2 separate regions of the Sus scrofa genome follow, and region 2 is linked to region 1. A link is a contact called in public Hi-C data. All regions are on one chromosome and are shown on one strand. The core of a region is the stretch at or near the end of the contact, and the rest is flanking DNA. Distances in the headings are between cores, read along the strand shown.

Region 1 (5,327 bases), core at 2,083-4,582:
CCATATGCCGAGGGTGCGGCCCTAGAAAAGGCAAAAAGACAAATATATTAAAAAATTATATTTATATATAAATAAAATGAGGATAAACTCCTTTGTTACAGAGTTGTCCAAAGGCAAATAAAATAAAATACGTAAATATCCTGGCCCACGATTACTGCTACACAAATGGCAATTATTAAACTATAAATGCTATGTTGATTATCATTGCTGTTGGCAGTTGGTAGACCAACTTGCAAAGACAAATGTTCTCAGATTATGTTCACAGACAATCCAGAGGCCAGTAATGAGATTCCTTACGATCACCCTAACTGTCCACATTACTTTTTTTTTTTTTTTTTTGTCTTTTTGCCTTTTCTAGGGCCGCTCCCGTGGCATGTGGAGGTTCCCAGGCTAGGGGTTGAATTGGAGCTGTAGCCACCAGCCTATCCAAGAGCCACAGCAAGGGGGGATCCGAGCCGCATCTGCAACCTACAGCACAGCTCACAGTAACGCTGGATCCTTAACCCACTGAGTAATGCCAGGGATCGAACCTGCAACCTCGTGGTTCCTAGTCAGATTTGTTAACCCCTGTGCCACACAGGAACTCCCCACATTACTTTTTTTTAATTAAAATTTAGTAGATTTACAATGTTGTGTCAATTTCTGCTGCATTGCAAAGTGACCCAGGCATATATATACATACATTCCCTTTCTTGTATTATCTTCCATCGTGCTCTATCTCAAGACATGGAATATATCTCCCTGTGCTAAACAGTAGGACACATTACTTTCTCGACATTCTGCCTTTGTCTACTCAGCTGTGTTGCCAGCTCCTTTGAGACAAAAACTTAAATACTGGATTATCTCTCTGCATGGGCACATACTCTATTCTTTTTAAGAGGTACACATGTATATTAGTTTCCTGTTGCTGCTATAACAAATTACCACAAACTTAATGGCATAAAACAACATAAATTTACATTACAGTGCTGGAAGTCAGAAGTCTGGAAGGGGTTGGCAGGGCTGCATTCCTTCTGAGGCTGTAGGGGAGAATCTGTTTATCATCTTCTCTAGCTTCTAGAGGATGCCCTATTCCTTGGCTTGTGGTCCCAAATCACTCCAATCTGTGCTTTAAGTATTATAATTGCCTTCTCTCTGATCTCTTGCCTCCACCTTTTTTTTGGCCACACCCATGGCATATGGAAGTTCCTGGGCCAGGGGTCAAATCTGAGCCACAGCTGTGACCTACACCACAGCTGTGGCAGTACTAGGTCCTTAACTCACTGTGCCACAGTGGGAACTCCCTGCCCCCCTTATAAAGACATGTGGTTACATTGGACCCACTTGGATAATCCACGATAATCTTCTCATTTCAAGATTCTTCATATAACCGCACCTGGAAAGTTCCTTCTGCTATGTGAGGAGTTAACATTTGCAGGTTTCAAAGATTAGGATGTGGAAAAGTTTGGAGGGGGTCATTATTCTGCCTGCCACTGCCTGTATCATTATTTATTTCATCAGTCCTCTATTGACCAACATTCAGATTGTATTTAATTTTTCATCATTACAAACCATGCTGCAACGAATATCTTTGGACACATGTATTTTTGCACTTATGTGAGTGTATCTATTTGATGATGTCCTGGTATTGCACAATCAAAAGGCATATTCATTTAAAATATTGATAGATATTTTCTAATTCCTTTCTAAAGCATGAGCATTAATTTTATTCCTATGAACTGTTTTTGAGAATGACAGCTTGGAGTTCCCTTTGTGGCTCAGTGGTTAATGAACCCAACTAGGATCCATTAGGATGCCAGTTTGATCCCTGGCCTTGCTCAGTGGGTAAGGATCCAGCATTGCCATGAGCTGTGGTGTAGGTTGCAGACGAGGCTTGGATGCAGCATTGCTGTGGCTGTGGTGTAGCCTGGCAGCTGTAGCTCTGATTCCATCCTTCGTCTGGGAACCTCCATATGCTGCAGATGGGGCCCTAAAAAAAAAGGAAAAAAAAGAAGAGAGAGAGAGAATGACAGCTTCCTTACACACCCCAACACAGAGTGTTGTCAAACTCTTTTTTTTTTTTTTTTTTTTATTTTAGGGCCGCACTTGTGGCATATGGGAATTCCCAGGCTCTTTTTTTTTTTTTTTATTTTAGGGCCGCACTTGTGGCATATGGGAATTCCCAGGCTAGAAGTCAAATTGGAGCTGCAGCTGCTGGTCTACACCACAGCCACAGCACCGCTGGAACAGAGCCCTATTCAGCTCACTAGCAAAGCTGGATCCTTAATCCACTAAGCAAGGCCGGGGATCGAGCCTGCATCCTCATGGATCCTAGTCAGGTTCATTACTGCTGAGCCATGACCAGAACTCCCAAATTTTTAAATTTCTGATAATCTGCTAGTGAAAGTAGTACAGTAAGTTTAATATGAAATTTATGTATTCTTCATTTTAATTTCTTCTATGAACTTCCCATTGTCTGTTTTATTTATTGACAAATGATAGCCCTTCACTTACTATATATATTGCAAATATTTTCCCCAGTTTGTTTTGACTTTGGGCCACACAGAAGATTTTAGGTTTTACTAGTCAGATCTATTACTCTTTTTTCTTTTTTTTTTTTCTTGTCTTTTTGCCATTTCTTGGGCTGCTCCCACAGCATATGGAGGTTCCCAGACTAGGGTCGAATAGGAGCTGTTTCTGACGGCCTGCACCAGAGCACAGCAATGCCAGATCCGAGCCGCGTCTGCAACCTACACCACAGGTCACGGCAACGCCAGATCCTTAACCCACTGAGCCAAGGCCAGGGATTGAACTCGAAACCTCATGGTTCCTAGTCGGCTTCGTTAACCACTCCGCCACAACAGGAGCTCCTATTACTCTTTTTCTATAGGTCTTCTAAGTGTTTCGTTCTGTTTAGAAAAGCCTTCTTCAATGGTTTTTTTGTTTTTTTGTTTTTTAAGTCTCCCATATTTTCACCTTTTGGGGAGGGTTTAGAATTCAAATTCTTAAATCTTTGGTCAAACTGGTGTAGTGCTTTGTGTTCCCGCGTTGGGAAGGAGAAGGAGGAGCAGCCACGCTCTAAAAGGCTAGCAAGTTGTACCACCTTCATCACACACTGTCTCCTAGACGTCTGAAACCATACGCAGAGGAGAAAAAGGAATTAAGAGAGAAGTGGCAGAGGTCTTATCGTAGAGGTAATTCAGCACCCCGCCCGGCGCCGGCCCCCCCAGGGAGAACAGCCTAGCCGACCAGCTTCCCGGCCTGAGAACACGGGAAAACGGCGGAACGCAGATGCGCAAGGGCGGGGACCCGGCCGAGCCCGGCCACCGAGAACTGTACGGCAGCGGGGGAGCGATTTGGCGGGGACACAGGGCCGCTCTGAGGCCGCCGCGATGCTCCCCTCGTTGCAGGAATCGCTGGATGGGGATGAAAAGGAGCTAGAGAGCAGCGAGGAGGGTGGCTCCGCTGAGGAGCGGAGGCTGGAACCGCCGCCCAGCAGCCACTACTGTCTCTACAGCTACCGCGGAAGCAGGTGCAGCGCCCGGCCGCCTCTGTGGCCCCGCCCCGGCCCAGCCGCTCACCCCCGGGTCCCGCAGGCTGGCGGCTCCCAAACGCCGTCTTCTCCCCTCCCAGCCGAGGTCTCTGGCCCTCAGGGCCCTTCTCGGCTCAAGCCGTACTTCCTGGCCTGGACTTTTGTGCTGGCCCTCCCGTGCCTCTGCCCAGTCCTTGTCATCTCAGCCCCTTCCTGTCGCCCCTGCCTTTTGTTTAGCGCAGTACCTCGCACGCTCAATAATGTTAATTTCCATCCCATGTCCTTCCTGTCATTGTCTCCCCCTTTCATCCCCACCCCCCACATCCTTGTCCCCACCTCCACCTTCTGGTGACCCTCTGTTTTTGCTGCCGAGCAGACTTCCTGGGGTTCTTTTGGCCCTGTAAATTCTGTGTTAAGAGGACATTTCCTTGACTCTTCGGGATATTTAATTTAATTTCCCCCACCCCCTAGGTGGCCTGGAGAGAGAAAGGGCTCTTGTCAGCGCTATTTTATGGCTTTTCTCTATCAGTGAGGATAGGCAGTGGAGGATTCGCGGACTTCAACCTTGCGGCTTTTTAGTTGACTTTTTGCCCCTACCCTACTTGCGAGCGCCTCCCCCACCACACACCTACTTCCCTTGAGTTAGAACCCGTAGCTGATAGCTGAATTGCTTTTGTGGCTTGCAGATTGGCACAGCAGCAAGCCGACAGTGATGATGGAAGTCCGAGTGGCACAAATACAGAAACTCCCTCTGGTGATGATTTCAGGTAAAAACAGCTTGGCGGTGACCCGTGTATGTGCTTTTATCTTAAGGGCATCTATCTATCTTATGGATGTCAGGGGGTGCCCTATCTGCTCAGCTTTCCCTGAGTCAAACCATCAAGCCCACTGATCCCCTAGGATCCTCATCTTGATTTCCTTGTTAGTTCACTGATTCAAGGCTGGGGCAGATTCAAATACTGTTAGTGTCTCTCATGATTAGCCAGACGGTTATTCTGAACTTCTTGATTGGAACTCCGGTAAATATTCAATATTATATGGGTATCAAGAAACTTGAGGAGTTCCCATCGTGGCTCAGTGGTTAACGAATCCAACTAGGAACCATGAGGTTGCAGGTTCGATTCCTGGCCTTGCTCATTGGGTTAAGGATCCAGTGTTGCCCTGAGCTGTGGTGTAGGTCGCAGACACAGCTCGGATCCTGCATTGCTGTGGCTCTGGCGTAGGCCAGTGGCTACAGCTCTAATTCCACCCCTAGCCTGGGATCTCCATATGCTGCGGGAGCAGCCCAAGAAATAGCAAAAAGACCAAAACAAAACAAAACAAGAAACTTTAGAAAAAAGAAAAGAAAAAAGAAAGAAAGGAGTTCCTGTCATGGCTAAGTGGTTAACGAATCCAAATAGGAACCGTGAGGTTGCAGGTTCGATCCCTGGCCTTGCTCAGTGGGTTGTGGTGTAGGTTGAAGACATGGCTCAGATCCCGCATTGCTGTGTCTGTGGTGTAGGTCAGCGGCTACAGTTCCGATTGGACCCCTAGTCTGGGAACCTCCATTGCCGCGGGAGCGGCCCAAGAAATGGCAAAAGACAAAAAAAAAAAAAAAAAGAAACTTTAGGAGTTTCTGTCATGGCTCAGTGGTAACAGCTGGACTAGTATCCACAGGCTTCCATCCCTGGTCTTGCTCAGTGGGTTAAGGATCCAGCATTGTGGTGAACTGTGGTGTAGGTGCAGAGACTTGCTTCAGATACTGTGTTGCTGTGGCTGTGGTGTAGGTGGGCAGGGCAGATGTAGCTCCAATTCGACTCCTAGCCTGGGAACTTCC
Region 2 (5,327 bases), core at 710-3,209, 310 kb after region 1:
GTTAGTGGGCAAAGAAGTTAATACATAGCATTGGGGCAAATTTCTAACCATTTGGATAAACATGAGGCAAAAGAGAGACAGATTAAAACTTTACATCTTAAAATGAAATGGTAAATGTATTAGAAGAAATGCTAATGAGTTGTTAGTATTATTATTATCCTGAGATGGTACCAGAGGCTCTGGAGTCAAGCAGATCTAAGTTTGAGTGCTGGCTCTGAAAGCTACCAGCATGGGACCCTAAGCAAATTACTTTTAATTTTCTAATTTATTTTTCTACCTTAATTCAACTTTTAATTCTTAACTTTCTCTCATCTTTAGAATACAGATAATAACACCTCAACACAGGATTGCTATTAGGTAAAATAATGTGTATAAGGCCTTTACTGTCACAATACTAAACAATATTTGGTGCCCTGAAATAGTACTCTAAGCAGGGCACCAAAAGAAGAAATTGTAACAAAAAGATTCAGAAACTGACCAAACAAAAAGCAAGAATTGCGTAATTCAAGTTATCAAAAATTCTTCACACCCAAGACAAACCCAGCAACTGCCTTGATCCAGCAAACAAGCATCTGCATAACAAATATTAACAAGAAGGCAAAAAGTACTCAATTCTATTTATTTATTTTTGCTTTTTAGGGCCGCACCTACAGCAAATGAAAGTTCCCGGGCCAGAGGTCAAACTGGAGCTGCAGCTGCCAGCCTACACCACAGCCACAGCCATGCCAGATCCTTAACCCACTGAGCAAGGCCAGGAATTGAACCTGCAACCCCATGGACACTAGACAGGTTCATTACCACTGAGCCACAACAGGAACTCCCAAAAGTACTCAATACTAAAAAGTAAGAAACAGTCCCAGTTCAGTGAGTGAACCTATGTCTTGGCTCACTTCAATGACACCAGTATGCATATGTCAGTTACAAGGCTAGCTTGGGATGAAAAGGTGTGAAAATATAGCAAAATTGTCTACTTGATGATACTCCACTACTTTATGACATTAGAATCTCTTTAGTGCATTTCACTGAAACTAGAACACATAAGAATAAACAGCATACCAAGCTGAGACTTCTTCCTGCAGTATCTTAAGTTCTAGAGCAATGAGAAAGTGATTTTTAAATTATGTACCTTGTTTGATTCCTGTAGTGACACACCAAGTGCTATTCCTAGCACAGGTGGGTGGACAAAAAGATTCTTTTCCACGCTAAAGTTCTGTGATTCCTTATCCAGACTTGACCCTGGAAGACTCCATGACATTTCACTAGTCCAAATTATCAAGTTTCAGGAACATTTCAGGATCTATAAACTGGTCCTTAACTAGGCCCCTCAACATCCTCAATCCTAATGTTTATGGGTACCTACCGCGGCTTTAGGACACACTCCAGCGACTGTTCCACCCAAAGACACAACAAAGGGGCCTCACCAGGTCCCTTCTTTCCCCTCATAGATCCTAGATCAGAACCCTCTTTCACCCACCTCCAACAAATAGAGATACTCAAGCTCACCTCAATCTCGTAATCCCTCACCGGAGGGGTGGCAGCTGCAGCCGCCATGGCCAGGACCCCACCATGCTCCCTGCTTCCCGGAATCCCAGCTCCTAGGACCTTACGCAGCCCGGTCCGACCTGTCTGGAGGCCATGGAGGCAGCCTGCTCCAACGGGAGCAAGAAGCTGGGCCGCGGGGTCTGCCTGGAACCCCCCGCGTCCACCGCCCGGGTGGTCGCAAAGGCTGGGCCGAGAGCTCAGCTGACTCGAACGCGGGAAGAGGTGGTGAGAAAGCGCGAAGAGGACCCTGTAGCGCGGTCGGTGGGGGGTACCTCCAACGAGGACACTCCAATTCCGACGTCGGGCCCAGGACCTCGGAGGGAAAACCAGGCCAAACGTAGACCCAACCCGCGGGCTTCCCAGGGAATTCTTGTCAATTGGGTTTTCGCGCCGTCCGGAGCGCAGGGGGCGGAGCTTAGATCGCTTCCGGAGGCTGCGCGGACGGTGAGCCGAGAAGGCCAAAATGGTTCTTAGGCGAAACTGCCGGAGGCGGGATTATTCATTTGGCTCTAAACGTAGCTGGGATCGTTGTTTTCCGCAACCGCTCTGGTCGCTGATGAGTAGCGGTTCGATCCCCCTGTCGGGCGCAATAGGCTAAGGATCTCGCCTGGCCGTAGCTGCAAAATACAGAGTATGTGGGGTACGTCTCAGCTGCGGCTGGGATTCCATCCCTGGCCCCGAAACGTCCATATTCCACCTGTTCGGCTGAAAAACAAGTAAAAGTAACGGAGATTTTGGAGATTCAAACTCCTCACCCCAGTTTCACGGATGAGAATGTGATTTGACTAAAGTCCGTTGGTGGCAGAATTAAAACCCTAGACTTTTGACGACCTAGACTAGTCCCATTTAAGTGTAAATTCGAAAAATACAGGAAAGGGAATAGCTGTTGATTACACTCCTTCCACACGACTTAAAATGTTACTTTGGCAAGCGACCTACCTCGCTACCTACTAGGGGTCCGAGAATTGACCTTTACCCCTAATTGAGCTCAGGAGGCATTTTTTCCCATGGATTTCGTCCTAGCAAGAAGCCAGGAGCCCAAGTTCATGGCCTCAGCTGGCTGGCGTGTGTTCCAGCTGTCGCAGGGTACCTGTAGTTTGCTAGTTTGTAGTGATGATAATCTCATACGTCATTTTCATTGTTTTCATGAATTTGCCTTACTTTGCTTTTTTACATTAAACTTGCAATATACAAGAGTATGTTTATTTTCTTTGAGTCCATAGTTTTATCTGCAGGATATGTAAGGGCTGAAACAAAACAGGTAAATGTACCTATCAAATATTAACGGGAAGCCACCTTGTTAGGTCGGGTTATGCAAACTGATTTTAACTGTTCACATTATTGTCTGTGTGTATGGTTTATGTCTGGACAACATGAAGGGTACAAATTTTTCCGATGAAATAAATGGTAGTTACTTTTCCTTTGAAAATTATTTGCCTTGGATGTGGTTTTTAGGGAGATTGCACTAAATATAAACTCTTTTGTTGTTATGGTTTGTTTTTTTAATAACCCACTGGGTATGGGAACACCAACCACTCAAGGAGGAGGGAGAGGAGAATGAGAAAAAGGAGGAGCAAGAGCAGGGAGGAGGAAAAGGAGGAAAAATCAATTAGAAAATTACAGAAAAAAATCTGAAAGTGTCCTTGATTTCCACCCCAAAACTCAGTCTCTTCACTCTAAAGGTAGCCAATATCACCTATTCCGTGGATACCACTGCAGCCTTTATTAATACTTTTACGAACGTATATGTATCCATAGAAAAGCCTTTCATTTTGTCTTCCTTTACATGAAAGTTAGCAATATAGGGGCGTTCCTGATGGTCTAATGGTTGGGATTAGGTGCTTTTACTGCTTTGGCCCTAGTTCCATCCCTGGTCTGGGAACTAAGATCCCACAGCAAGTCCCTGCACACTACTGGGGGAAAAAAAAAGAGTAACAATGTAAACATCACTTAGCAATTTACTTTTTTTCATTCTTCAGTTTTCCAAAGCTGTCAATCCATGATACATTCAGGCCTGATTCATTCCCTTTCATACCTGAGCATTTGACCCAATGATGCACGTTTTATTTTATAATGATTTTTATTTTTTCCATTATAGCTGGTTTACAGTGTTCCGTCAATTTTCTACTGTACAGCAAGGTGACCCAGTTACACATACAAGCATACATTCTTTTTTCTCACATTATCATGCTCCATAAATGACCAGACATAGTTCCCTATTCAGCAGGATCAACTATGCACATTTTATAGATCCATTTCCTTAGTAAGGACAATTGAAGTTCTATTTTCTGTTATCCATGAGTCAATGAAAATTCTTGTCTCCTTGAACACATGTAATTGCTGGATTATAGGGTATGTCTCTAGTGCTTTTTATTCTTCCAAATAACAGCATTTAAATGTGTTAGGGTCACTGGTGGTCTAGTGGTTAGGGTTTGGCGCTTTCACCCCTGCGACCTGGGTTCCATCCTTGGTCTGGGAGCTGACATCCCATATCAAGCCACTTCATGCTGTGATAAATAAAGCAAAATGTGTTAGGGGAGTTCCCATTGTGGCTCAGCAGGTTAAGAACCTGATTAGTATTCCTGGCCTCCCTCAGTGGGTTGAAGGACCAAGCGTCGCTGCAAGCTGTGGCGTAGGTCTCAGATGCAACTCAGATCTGGGGTTCCTGTGGCTGTGGTATAGGCCTATGGCTACAGATCCAATTCAGCCCCTAGCCTGGAAACATCCATATGCCAAGGGTGCAGCCCTAAAAAAAAACAAAAAACAAAAAAGACTCGGACACAAATGTTCATAGCAGCTTTATTTGTAATAGTAAAAAACTAAGAACAACCCATCAAGGGATAAATTAATAAACACATTGTGATATATCCATACCGTAGAATACTGCTACTCAGCAGTAAAAATGATGTATTACTACACAAAATGACATGGATGCACCTCAGAATCCCTCTGCTGAGTAAAAGAAGCCAGATGGAAAAAGAGTACAGGGAGTTCCCGTGGTGGCGCAGCAGAAAGGAATCTGACTCGAATCCATGAGGATGCAGGTTCGATCCCTGGCTTCACTCAGTGGGTCTGGGATCTGGCATTGCCATGAGCTGTGGTGTAGGTCAGAGACTAGGCTTGGATCCCGAGGTGCTGTTGCTGTGGCTGCAGCATAGGCCAGCAAATATACCTCCAATCGGACCCCTAGTCTGGGAACGTCCATATGCCAAAGGTGCAGACCTAAAAAGAAAAAGAAAAAAAAAAGAGTACATATTGTATGATTCCATTGATTTAAAAATTTGAGACAATGCATATTTATCTCTAAGGACAGGAAGCAGATGGTTCTTGTTTGGATTCTGGGGTTGAAGAAGAGATGGATTATCAAGCAATGGATTATATGAAACTTTGGGCAATGATGGAAATACTTGCTATCTTGGTTATGACGATGGTCATGAAAAAGTTCATCACATTGGCTACTCTAATACATGCAGTTTATTGCAAATCAGTTCTACTCAATGAAGTTGTTTAAAAAATTGTTAAAGCCAGAGGTCCCGTCGTGGCGCAGTGGTTAATGAATCCGACTAGGAACCATGAGGTTGCGGTTCGATCCCTGCCCTTGCTCAGTGGGTTAAGGATCTGGCGTTGCCGTGAGCTGGCGTGTAGGTTGCAGAAGCTGCTCGGATCCCGCATTGCTGTGGCTCTGGCGTAGGCTGGTGGCTACAGCTCCAATTAAACCCCTAGCCTGGGAACTTCATATGCTGCAGGAGTGGCCCTAGAAAAGGCAAATAGACAAAAAAAAAAAA

The links. Hi-C and Micro-C count contacts between places; a contact is called where the count stands out from the background.
Region 2: a Hi-C map of heart right ventricle shows a contact between it and region 1, with 4 times the contacts expected there. The contact joins the promoter of ATAD5 here to the promoter of C12H17orf75 in region 1. A contact is called at or near these places in 1 of 5 promoter capture datasets (fetal liver) and 1 of 47 Hi-C or Micro-C datasets (heart right ventricle).

Annotation. Positions count from the first base shown.
Region 1 is chr12:42,608,656-42,613,982 of Sscrofa11.1, forward strand. It overlaps C12H17orf75 (chromosome 12 open reading frame, human C17orf75), which reads left to right and starts at 3,333. Exons shown (of 10, transcript NM_001195120.1): 1 at 3,333-3,511; 2 at 4,198-4,278. The coding sequence starts at 3,372.
Region 2 is chr12:42,918,479-42,923,805 of Sscrofa11.1, forward strand. It overlaps ATAD5 (ATPase family AAA domain-containing protein 5), which reads right to left and starts at 1,960. Exons shown (of 23, transcript XM_021067456.1): 1 at 1,504-1,960. The coding sequence starts at 1,551.